Linked DNA regions of Sus scrofa: region 1 is linked to region 2. The links are chromatin contacts, called in public HiChIP or PLAC-seq maps. All regions are on one chromosome and are shown on one strand. The core of a region is the stretch at or near the end of the contact, and the rest is flanking DNA. Distances in the headings are between cores, read along the strand shown. Region 1 holds the start of SETD7 (histone-lysine N-methyltransferase SETD7). Region 2 holds the start of MAML3 (mastermind-like protein 3).

What was found. HiChIP or PLAC-seq counts read pairs in DNA pulled down with a chosen protein or histone mark.
Region 1: an H3K27ac HiChIP or PLAC-seq map of alveolar macrophages shows a contact between it and region 2. The contact joins the promoter of SETD7 here to the promoter of MAML3 in region 2. A contact is called at or near these places in 1 of 47 Hi-C or Micro-C datasets (liver) and 1 of 2 datasets of contacts at active chromatin or transcription factors (alveolar macrophages).

Annotation. Positions count from the first base shown.
Region 1 is chr8:87,476,850-87,481,896 of Sscrofa11.1, forward strand. SETD7 (histone-lysine N-methyltransferase SETD7) reads left to right here and starts at 1,417. Exons shown (of 9, transcript XR_002346776.1): 1 at 1,417-1,753; 2 at 2,578-2,710.
Region 2 is chr8:86,877,886-86,882,918 of Sscrofa11.1, forward strand. MAML3 (mastermind-like protein 3) reads left to right here and starts at 1,468. Exons shown (of 7, transcript XM_021100677.1): 1 at 1,468-2,758. The coding sequence starts at 2,288.

The DNA of each region.
Region 1 (5,047 bases), core at 167-2,666, 600 kb after region 2:
GGTTCTGGCAGGAAGGCCCTGGTTGCTTTCCACTCCACCCCTTACTAGTCCAGAGGAGGCCTGATGCAGAGATGGGGGCTGTGTGCAGGGTTCCACGTGTTCTCTAGCAGCAAGTGGAAAGTGAGCACATGACAGTTTGGGTGGGCAGGAAAAACTTCATAGCACCAAGCTGGACATCCTCCTCTAAACTTAAAGTTAGGGTAGGACACCCCTGATGAGATCCCTCCCTCCTTCCCTCCACCCACATACCCAACCCACTGTGAACTTGCTGCGACTCTGTGACCCCACCTGTGTATTTCGAGGGGTGATTTCTTCCAAACTACCCTCCCTCTGCTTCAGCCCCTTTTGAGTAAATACATAAATAATGTGTGCTGCCTTTAGCTTTCAGTATCTTTTAAAAAGATAAACTGGAAACTGGAGAAGAAGATGATATCTGGTGTGCTGTGTGCACCAGTATAATATGAAAGAGAGGCGATGATATGCTTAAAAAGGGAAAATAAGAAAAAATGTCATGTAACTCAAAACCAGTGAGTGAGTAAGCTTGGTACATGGTGGGGGGAAAAGAAAGAAAGAAAGAAAGAAAAAGAAAGAAAGAAAGAAAATTCTGTTTCTATGGTTCATGTTTACAAATGATGTAAAATGAAGTGGTTCTTTCATCTTCCACTGCAGAAACCCCTTCTCTGTGTAGCTTTGGAGCCAAGTATCTGCACTGGAAACCTTTAATAAGAAGGTTAAATCTAAGCCAGAAGACTTTTGAAAGGTATTGACTAAGCTGGGGAACCTCTGAGCAGTCTAGCCTAAGCTGGGGGACCTCAGAGTGTTCTAGTCTAGACTGGAGGGTCCTTCTTCCAGTGTCGCAGCACCTCTTAGCTCCTAAGGGAGGAACTCAGGCCAGAAGAGGTGGCCTCCCAGGGTCCCTCTGCAGGTGAGCAATACCAAGACCCAAGTTTCCTAACTCCTGGCACAGGACCCTTCCCTCTCTTTCTGAAACAAAGGGGGTTGAAATTCCTGGCAGAGTATAGGACAAATGTTCCTAACATGATTCTCTTTTTCACAGAGGAAAACAAAACAAAACAAAACCAAAACCAAAACCAAAACAAAAACAAAAACTGAACTTAAGGAGAAACTCACAACACTGGATAAGAATACCTGGCATTTAAGCCCAAAGCCAAAACCAAGGCGTGGTCTCCCGGTACTGGAAGTACTTTGAAATCCCCCAAGTCTCTTTTGCTGTTCAGAAAACAAAATAAACAACTTTCTCTTGCTCCCTTCTATCCCCCCGCCCTCTCCGTGCAGTAGCTGTTCTTGGCGGATGCCCAGAGCGGCACCCGGTAATTCCACGGTACATTGTGTACATTTGCATCCATTTAGCCAGCTATTTACAGCCGCCCTTTATCGCCACCTGTAAGAGGCAACGCCATAATGACACTAAGTGGCGCGGCCGGGAAGCGGGCGCCCTGTGATGTTCTCCACTTCGAGAGCCCGAATCTGTGAAGGGGTTGGCACTCGGAGGAACAGGGAGACGGCTGGGGACATCCCACGTACAGGGCGAGAGGCGCGAGAAGGAGGCGCGCCAGACAGAGGGTCCTTCCCCGGTAGCTCCACTCGGTGGTTCCTTTTCCGTTACCACAACCGCGAGGAGGGACCTGCCGGGCCTTCCGCGCGGCTTGTTTCCTGCCTGGTAAAGAGACCGCTGCCATTTGGATCTGGTGAATTTCTGAATCACCCAGGACGCCTGACGGTCCCGAGGAGGGTGAGGACGCAGCGCACTAGGGTTGGAACCTCATCTGGGCTGGATGTCACCCCCACCCCGTGTCTGGGAAACCTGCTCGCGGATGTGATGCGGCAACGCGGGGGACACCTGCGCTCCCGTGCGTGCCGCACTCGTGCAGCTCCGGGTGGCAAACGAGGGTGAAGTGAGGGCGAGAGCAGAAGGAAGTTAAGGCGCTGGAGCGTCAGGAACGCTGCCTTAGCTTCCCTTGCCCTTTGGAGGCTGTCCAAGGGGCGGGGGATGGGAGTGGGGGTGGTGAGCACTGCCCGCGGACTTCCAAGTGGTCCCCCGCACAGGTGGAGGTCGGGAGTTCTGAGCCCCTGGAGGGCGGGTACCTGGAGGTCCCGAGCGCTCGCGAGGAGCCCACCGAGCCCAGGCCCGGCGTGGCGCGGTCGGAACGCACCAGGCAGCTCAGAAGCAAAAGATAAACCCTTCTGGGCCCGGGGGCTGATGGGCTGGGGCACGGAGTCAGCGCGGACTCGGAGCGCCTTTCGTTTTAAGAAGCCTTACTTCTGGGAAGGGACAGGGAACTGTCAATCAACGAGGGAGGGAGCGCACCGGCGCTGGGTGATGTCAGCGGATCAGCTGCTCGATAACAAAGAGGGGGTATTACAGGAGAAAGTTGCAGCGGCGGCGGCGGCCACGGCGGCACCCCGAGCCTCGGAGGCAAGGGGCAAGTGGGCGAAGGGAGGAGGGACGGCTGCTGCCGGAGCAGCTTAAGGCCAAGGAATTGAAAGGGCTGTAGGGGGAGGCAGTGCGAGCCAGCCCCGACTGCTCCTCCTCTTCCTCCTCCTCTAAACTCGCAGGGTTCAGCCCCAGCGCTCGCTCAGCCGCCGGGAGCACCCGGAGGGACGGGAGGCAGCGGCGCGGCCCCGAGCTGGGCAGGGTCCCCAGCCGCCATGGATAGCGACGACGAGATGGTGGAGGAGGCGGTGGAAGGTACAAGCGTTTCTCTGGGGCCGGGGGAGGAGGCGCCGAGGGCACGGAACGCGGAAGGAGTGGCGGGCTGCGACCCGCGCGGCGCAGGGCCCCGAGGCCGCCACTGTCCCCTCCGCGGGTGGCCCGCTGCCCGGCTCGAGCAGGGGCCGGACAGCCACGGCCACGCGGGCCGGAGCGCGCACTGCGCGGAGGGGCACAGGCCGGGAACGGGGCTCGGCTGGGCCGGGGTCCCCCGGCGGGCAGGGCTGTTCCATCCCGCCCGGCCACCGCCTGCATCCGCCCTCGGAGTTGCGAAACGTGCCCCGCGCTCCGGCCCTTCCCCCTTTGGGGGATGAAAGGTGGGGGTGCGTAGAAGGACAGCCCCCCTGCGGCCGGCGGTCTCCAGGGAGCAATCCCCCTGCCCGGTTTTGGCAAGCTCGAGCCCCTCTCCGGTCGCCAGCCCTCTCCTTTCGCTTGCCTCTGGGACCCGCGGTGACCGCGGCCGCGTCCGGGTCGGTTCCGCGACGCAGTGCACGGGGCCGAACGGGGCACGTGGCAGCCTCGGGCCCGGCGGTCGCTCCTCTGAAACAGTGAAATCATTGCAGGGCCGTAGGCGACGCTCCGGACCCGGGGCTTGAACGCACGCCGACCGGGAGGCGGTTGGCCCTGGCCTCTGCTGCCCCCGAGCGAACTCAGTCAAACCGCCCCTCCCCCTCCCTGCTTCCCAGGCGGGTGCCGCCGCCGCCACGCTGTGCAGGCGCGCCGCAAGCCCGGACCGAAATTGCTGGGTGACACTTAACTTTCTGAATTCCATGCAGTTGGCTGTGGGTGATATCACCGCCTGGGTGTCGTGTTTCTCCGCCCCTTCGCTTCTAGCGCCCCTCCCCCGACTTTTCTCGCCACTTTGTTTTGCTGACTTTCTCCACCTCTTTTTTTTTTCTTTCTGTCTTTCTTTCTTTCTTTCTTTCTTTTCGCTAGTTCCAAAAAACGAGGTGGGGACGTTATACAATCTAGTTGTTTGTGTCATGAGATGTTATGATTTTGTAACAGTGAATACTGGAAAATACTCTTTAGCGTATTTATTTGCTTCTACTCGACAGTACGTCGTGATGTTTTGCGATGTTGCGTGGTATTATTCCAAAATATTTTAACCAAGCATCTAAGTAAATATTTTTTAGCTTTTGTTTGAATCTGGTTTCTATCTGATTTGTATGAACAAGTTCACATAAATGGTAAAGAAAAAGTGGAAACCTTACAGAGGCGGATGCATAGTTATTGCTGCTTGGAGAAAAAAAATCAGTTTTTATGTCAACATAATTGACTCCGTTTGCAGTGCTCCGAGGTCTTAGAGAGAGATTAAGTAGAATCATATTTCTGAATTCTTTAAAAATGTAACTGTCCTAATGTAACGATTGAAACTTCTTGTTTCTTTATCCAGCTTCACGGAGTGGTGGTGGTGGTGTTTTAATTTCCCAATGTCCTGAACTCACAGAACTATTTATCTCTAATAAGTAAAGCCATGTTGGGACTTAGCAAGGCCCAGAGACATTGATTGGAAGCCTTCTTTAAATTTAATTTATTGACTGCTTGTGCCTTCATATTATGAAAGATAATTGAACAATGTTTTTCTCATATAGTTAGGGCTTGCTTTCATTCATCAAAGTTTACTTTTACTTGTAAACGTTTAATGCAAACCTTTGCTCACAGGCAGTGCTCACTAGCTTAAATCAATCACTCTCCCCTTTGAAGCTGTTTGGAGACATAAGGCCCAGTTATCTGTGGCCCTGGGCTCCTTGCAGAATGTGAACAAGCACTTCTGGGACTCTATGGATGTTGTTTTTGAGATTGCCCAATGGATGGAAGCAGAGACGTTCTTTAAATAAGAAAAGTTTTGCTATCTAGGGTGACCGCATACATTATTGTCCAAAATCAAAATATACTTGAGAATGAAAAGGGTGGCTATTTAATACCTATGCTGGGACAGCTGGCTTAACCTTGAATGTCTGAAACAATCTGGGACACATGGTTACTCAGTTGTACCTAACACTAAACAACCAGAGTAACACAGAACCTTTAAAAGTCCTTAGATGCATCCAAAGCTGAAACTCACAGTGTCTAGAGCATGCATGTGTAAAAGTGGGCTTTTCTCCAGCCATTCTTGGCCTTTTAAGTGCTGTCTATCATAGTGTTTACTTAACATCTAACCCATGGATGGGGCACTGGGAAAAGGCTAGTCTGAATTTCTTGGTGTTAAAGCACCAATTAACCTACCTCTCTTCATAAACAGAGCCTGTATTCTCAGTAATTTCATTATCTTACCTACAGTTAACATTGCTGTGGTTGTTCAGCTCTTAGAGT
Region 2 (5,033 bases), core at 218-2,717:
ACGCTATTTCTTCATTTTAATTTTATTTTTTTTGGTCTTTCTAGGGCTGCACCCATGACATATGGAGGTTCCCAGGCCAGGGGTTGAATCCGAGCTGTAGCTGCCAGCCTACACCGCAGCTCACAGCAATTTGGGAACCTTAACCCACTGAGCCAGGCCAGGGATAGAACCTGTGTCCACATGGATGCTAGTGAGATTTGATTCTGCTGAGCCACGATGGGAACTCCCTATTTTAATTTTTTCACAATTATGTATTTGCAATGGGTTAAGTCCAGACTCAAGGATATTGTATTTGATCCTTAATTGTTGTTGGTGATATTTTTGATAATATCAGAAAGATAGTGGAAAGTTTAGATTACTCTCTCTGGTTGCCACTCCATTTTAATTGTACTTATGGTGAATTCATTTAAACAGAAAGAAATATATCTAGCAATAAAGTCAGCCTGTTATTTTTGCTTGTTTTTGTTTTGACAAACTGTGAAATGCTGTGTTTTTCCTATAGTTCTAGTCCATGAAATCTGCAATCTTTCCACCTGATTTACGAAGGACCCTTAATTACTGCTGTCATTAGCACCTAGTGTTCAAAACAGTCTGTTAAAATGTACTGTTAGTCTCACCTCCAAGTCCCTGTTTGCTTTATTTTAATTTTTCTTCCAAGTAAGTAAAACAATAATTGCCCTAATAACAGCAGTCATTATGTACCGCGCATTAAATAATATTCCAAGTTCTTTGTTGCCTATTTCTTTTTGTTCAGGATTTGGCATTTGTGTGTTAAGATGGCCTAGAGTTTGAACGCGTGTTCATAAGCAGCGTTACTACAATTCAGGACTTACTACCTGGGTTTTACAAACAAACGAGCCACTCATTTGCCTTTTTCTTTCCACATGGATAGGGATGACAGACAACTGCTGTGAAGCTTCAGTGTTTCTGCCTGATCATGCACGGTTCTGCAATATAATGCATAAATGTATAACAACAACTTGGGCTCTCTTGATACCTCGCTTGGAATAAGGAAATCCAGCCAGCCGGGCGCGTCCCTGGCCGTGCGCGCACGCGTGCTCGCGCGCACACACATATATACACACGCGCGCACGCACACAGACACAGGCGCGCGCGCACACGCACACACACACACACACACACACACACACACACACAGGTCAAAAGTTGATGCGTTCCCAAGATCCCTCAGAATCTTTCTTTCTCTGTTTTCTGGCAGCGCCGGCTTCCCAGTCCCGGTAGTAGGGAGGTTGGGGGCGTGGAAGGGCGGGGAGGACGAGCGGAGGGAGGCGGGAGCCGGGTGCCTGTGCGCGCCGCGCCCGCTCCAGCCGGGTGAGAGTCCGGGCCGGGTTTTGCGCGGTGTCCCCGGGCCTGTCTCACGGCCTCCAAGCCGCCGCCGCTGCCGTGTTTACTGAGCTCGCGCGTCCTGATATCACTCCGCTGGCATGGAGGAGGAGGAGGAGGTGGAGGAGCGAGAGGAGGAGGCGGCGGCGGCGGCGGCGGCGGCGGCGAGCAGTTGATCATTGTGATGGTGGCAGGAGCAGCGGCGGCAGCGGCAGCCCAGCCGAGCGTTAGGGGCTGCTCTCCGCGCGGCGTTTTGCAAAGGACTTCACCGATCTACTTTTGCAGTCGCCTCGGACTGTCCATGTGTTTACTTCCCCCAGCCCGAGGATTCGATATCTAGGTTCCTGTGAAATGCAACTGAGCAGCCAAAGTACTTTGAGAACACGGGGCGGCATAAACACCAAAACTTTTTTGTGGAAGGAAAATGCAATAAGCAAGCTTGCCGTTTTCCGATGCGGTGTGGAGTGAGTGTGTGTCGCGCGTGTCCGCACTGGAGGCATATGCTTGTGTGTGTACATGGGGTGTGTTTTTCGGTACGTAGGGAGAAAATGCTTGCCAACTACCGGAAATCTCCTGGAATTTATTAGAAAATAATGGATTATAAAAAGAAGGCAGGCGAAGAGCGGATCTCCCCTTGAGTTGCAACCCGATTTGCTGCTGGCTCAGTTTGTTGTGATTCTTTTTGTTGATAGGTGTCTGATGGTATTCTGATAACACCCCCCTCTTTTTCCCCCTCGAGCTTTACAGTTTAAAAAAGGAAACAAAAAAACCACCCCAAAATCTCTCCCCCTTTTTTTCGCCCGGCCGGGATCGCTGTTTCCATCCATGTGCTTGCGTCTCCCCCGCGTTCCACTTAAACTATTTTAATCCTTGGACCCAAGGAGAAGGCTGATAGGGGGTGGATAAAAAAAGTTCTTCCAAAATAGTGTGCCCGGGGAGCAGGATGGGGGATTTCGCAGCCCCCGCTGCCGCCGCGAATGGCAGTAGTATTTGCATCAACAGTAGCCTGAACAGCAGCCTCGGCGGGGCCGGGATCGGTGTGAATAATACTCCCAATAGTACTCCCGCTGCTCCGAGTAGCAATCACCCCGCTGCCGGCTGCGGTGGCGGCGGCTCCGGGGGCCCCGGCGGCGGATCGGCGGCGGTCCCCAAGCACAGCACAGTGGTGGAGCGGCTCCGCCAGCGCATCGAGGGCTGCCGGCGGCACCACGTCAACTGCGAGAACAGGTACCAGCAGGCTCAGGTGGAGCAGCTGGAGCTGGAGCGCCGGGACACCGTGAGCCTCTACCAGCGGACCCTGGAGCAGAGGGCCAAGAAATCCGGCGCCGGCACCGGCAAGCAACAGCACCAGAGCAAACCCCAGCAAGATGCGGAGGCTGCCTCGGCGGAGCAGAGGAACCACACGCTGATCATGGTGAGGGCGCGCTGGCAGCGGGCATGGGGCGCGCGCGTGGGGGGGGGGAGCTTCTTACACGGGGGCACGGGGATCTGATTTGCAAGGCGGGTGAGGTGGGCTGAAGCCGAAGGGTTAACGTCAACTTTCCTGAGCTAAAAGCTGCCGTCGCCGCTACCTGTTAATCTGTCAGGGTTGTCAGATTTGGAGAAGAGGGGGCGAGAGGGGGAGAAGCCAGTCACGACTGCGAGGGGCGGAGGGAGCCTGGAGGAGCGTCGGGGTGAGGTGCTGGAAAAGTTTTCCCCCCTCTCCCGTTCTCAAATACCAATTTGAAAGAGTGAACCCAGAGTTGAAACCTCGCTCCTCGTCTTCACCGCTCCCCACCCGACCCCTCGCCTTGCCGCCTGGGCTCCCCAGACCCGTCCCCCTTCGCCCACCCCTCTCAGCACATCCTCTGGGTGCGGGGAGAAATTGATGCTGTCGCAGATTCTGGGCGGGCATCAGGCCCTCGAACCCTGGGGGGAGGAGGAGGAGGAGGAGGAGGAAGGGAGATGCTCTCCCCCTCCCCCTCAGCTCACCCTCTTCGGGCTGAGAAAGTCTGAGAGTTTTGTGAATGAACTTTGAAGTGGGTGAGAAACCAGCGAGGGTGGCTGCGCGCGCGCGTCCGCGGGAGCGCGCTTGGATGCGGGGCGCGGGTGCGCTCCCTCGCGGCTGGAGAGCCGGGGCTGCCCCGGCAGGTGGAGCGGCCCCGAGGGTCGAGCGGGGAGCGGCTCGGCGGGGTCGGGAGGGGGGGGGGCGACGCCCTGGGCTTGCGCCCAGAGTCCCCGCCACACAACTTCGCCGGGGATTCTTTCTCCTCCTCCTCTTAAACTTGCTCGCATGTAGCTTTCTCCGCTTCTCTCCCGCCCCACTCCCTGCCAACTTTCCGAGCCTGTGTGATAAGCCCGGAGAAGTGGAAGGTAGCGCGGAGGTGAAAGAGGCTTAAATGGTTGGGTGGGTGGGTTCGAGGTAGGAGGAGCAGCCAATGGCTTAACTTCTCCGGGAGGAAGGGGCAGTTCCCACCCCTTAACCCTGAGGGTTGAATCCTTTCTCCTATCTCCTCTCCGGTTCTTTTGCTTTCCTTTCTGGCGGGGGCGGTGCGGAGGAGGGGGGGCAGCCGGAAGCTTGGGAAAGGTGTCTGCAGCCCCCTCCCCCGCCGTGCCGCGCCGCCAGGGTTGGGTTGCGCGCGTGTGCGGGGTGGGGCGGGAAGCGGGAATCTGGGAGCGCAGCGGTGCGGTGCGCTTTCTCCCGTTTCCCCCTGCAGACCGCACCTCGATCGGCGGCGCGGGAGGCCCTCTCGGTGTGCGGCGTATAAATCGCGCACGTCCTGGGTCTAGGGGTCGTCGGCTCCAGGGGTGGTGCGGGTGCCGGCGCGGGCTTTCTCCCGGCTCTCGGTGACAAAGAGCCGGCCTGGGGGAGGGGAAGAGGAGAGACCGCGCTCGCTCCCCACCCTCCTCCCACCCCGCACGTGAAGAGGAACAATTTGTTTATCTTGGGCTTCAAGAATCTTTCCCTCCTCCCAGTTCTCCGAGGCTACCCAGCCCCTCCTCCCTCCCTCCTCGCCGTGATCCTGCCCATTCCCGCCGGCAGCACCTTCCCTCCTCCCTTTCCTCCTCCTCCCTCCTTTTCCTTCTCCCACCTCCCTCGAGCCCGCCTTCCCCCTCCCTTCTGGAACGCGGCCTTGGGGGAGGGAGCGGGAGGCGCTTTGTCCGCTTAGCGGCCGGGCTCGGCCCCGGAGGCCGCTGGGCTGGGAGGGGCGCTGCGCCCCGCGGCCCTGCCCCCCACCCCACGGCCGCCCCCGCCCCGTGGGCCCGCGCTTCCCCTGCAGCCGAGCCTGCCTAGAGCGCGAAGAAGAGGCGGACTCGGTTTGGAGGAAGAACGGCAGTCATAGAGTCAGGGAGGGAGGTTCTCGCTTTACAAACAGGAAGCCCCAAACCACTGGCACACTGTAGCTTTTCTGATTGTACCCGGAGGCGGGGCCGGACCAGCATCCTGACCGTGCCTCGCGTGGCCTGCTCCTATTTCTCTCCAGATCCGCGTGGTCTCTCACTCCCCGCCCCCCTCGCACCCTTCCACGGATGAGGAAACTCACTTTGTGAACCTAAGACTCACGTAGCATTTGGAAGGCACTTGGAAAGTCATTCTTGCCGGCTGGCTCTACGCCCTCTTTTCATGTGTCTGTACACCCCACAAGCTTGGATTGTGTAGGAATGGGCTTTTTTCGTGAGGCTCCAAAATCTGTCCCAGGGCGGCTCTC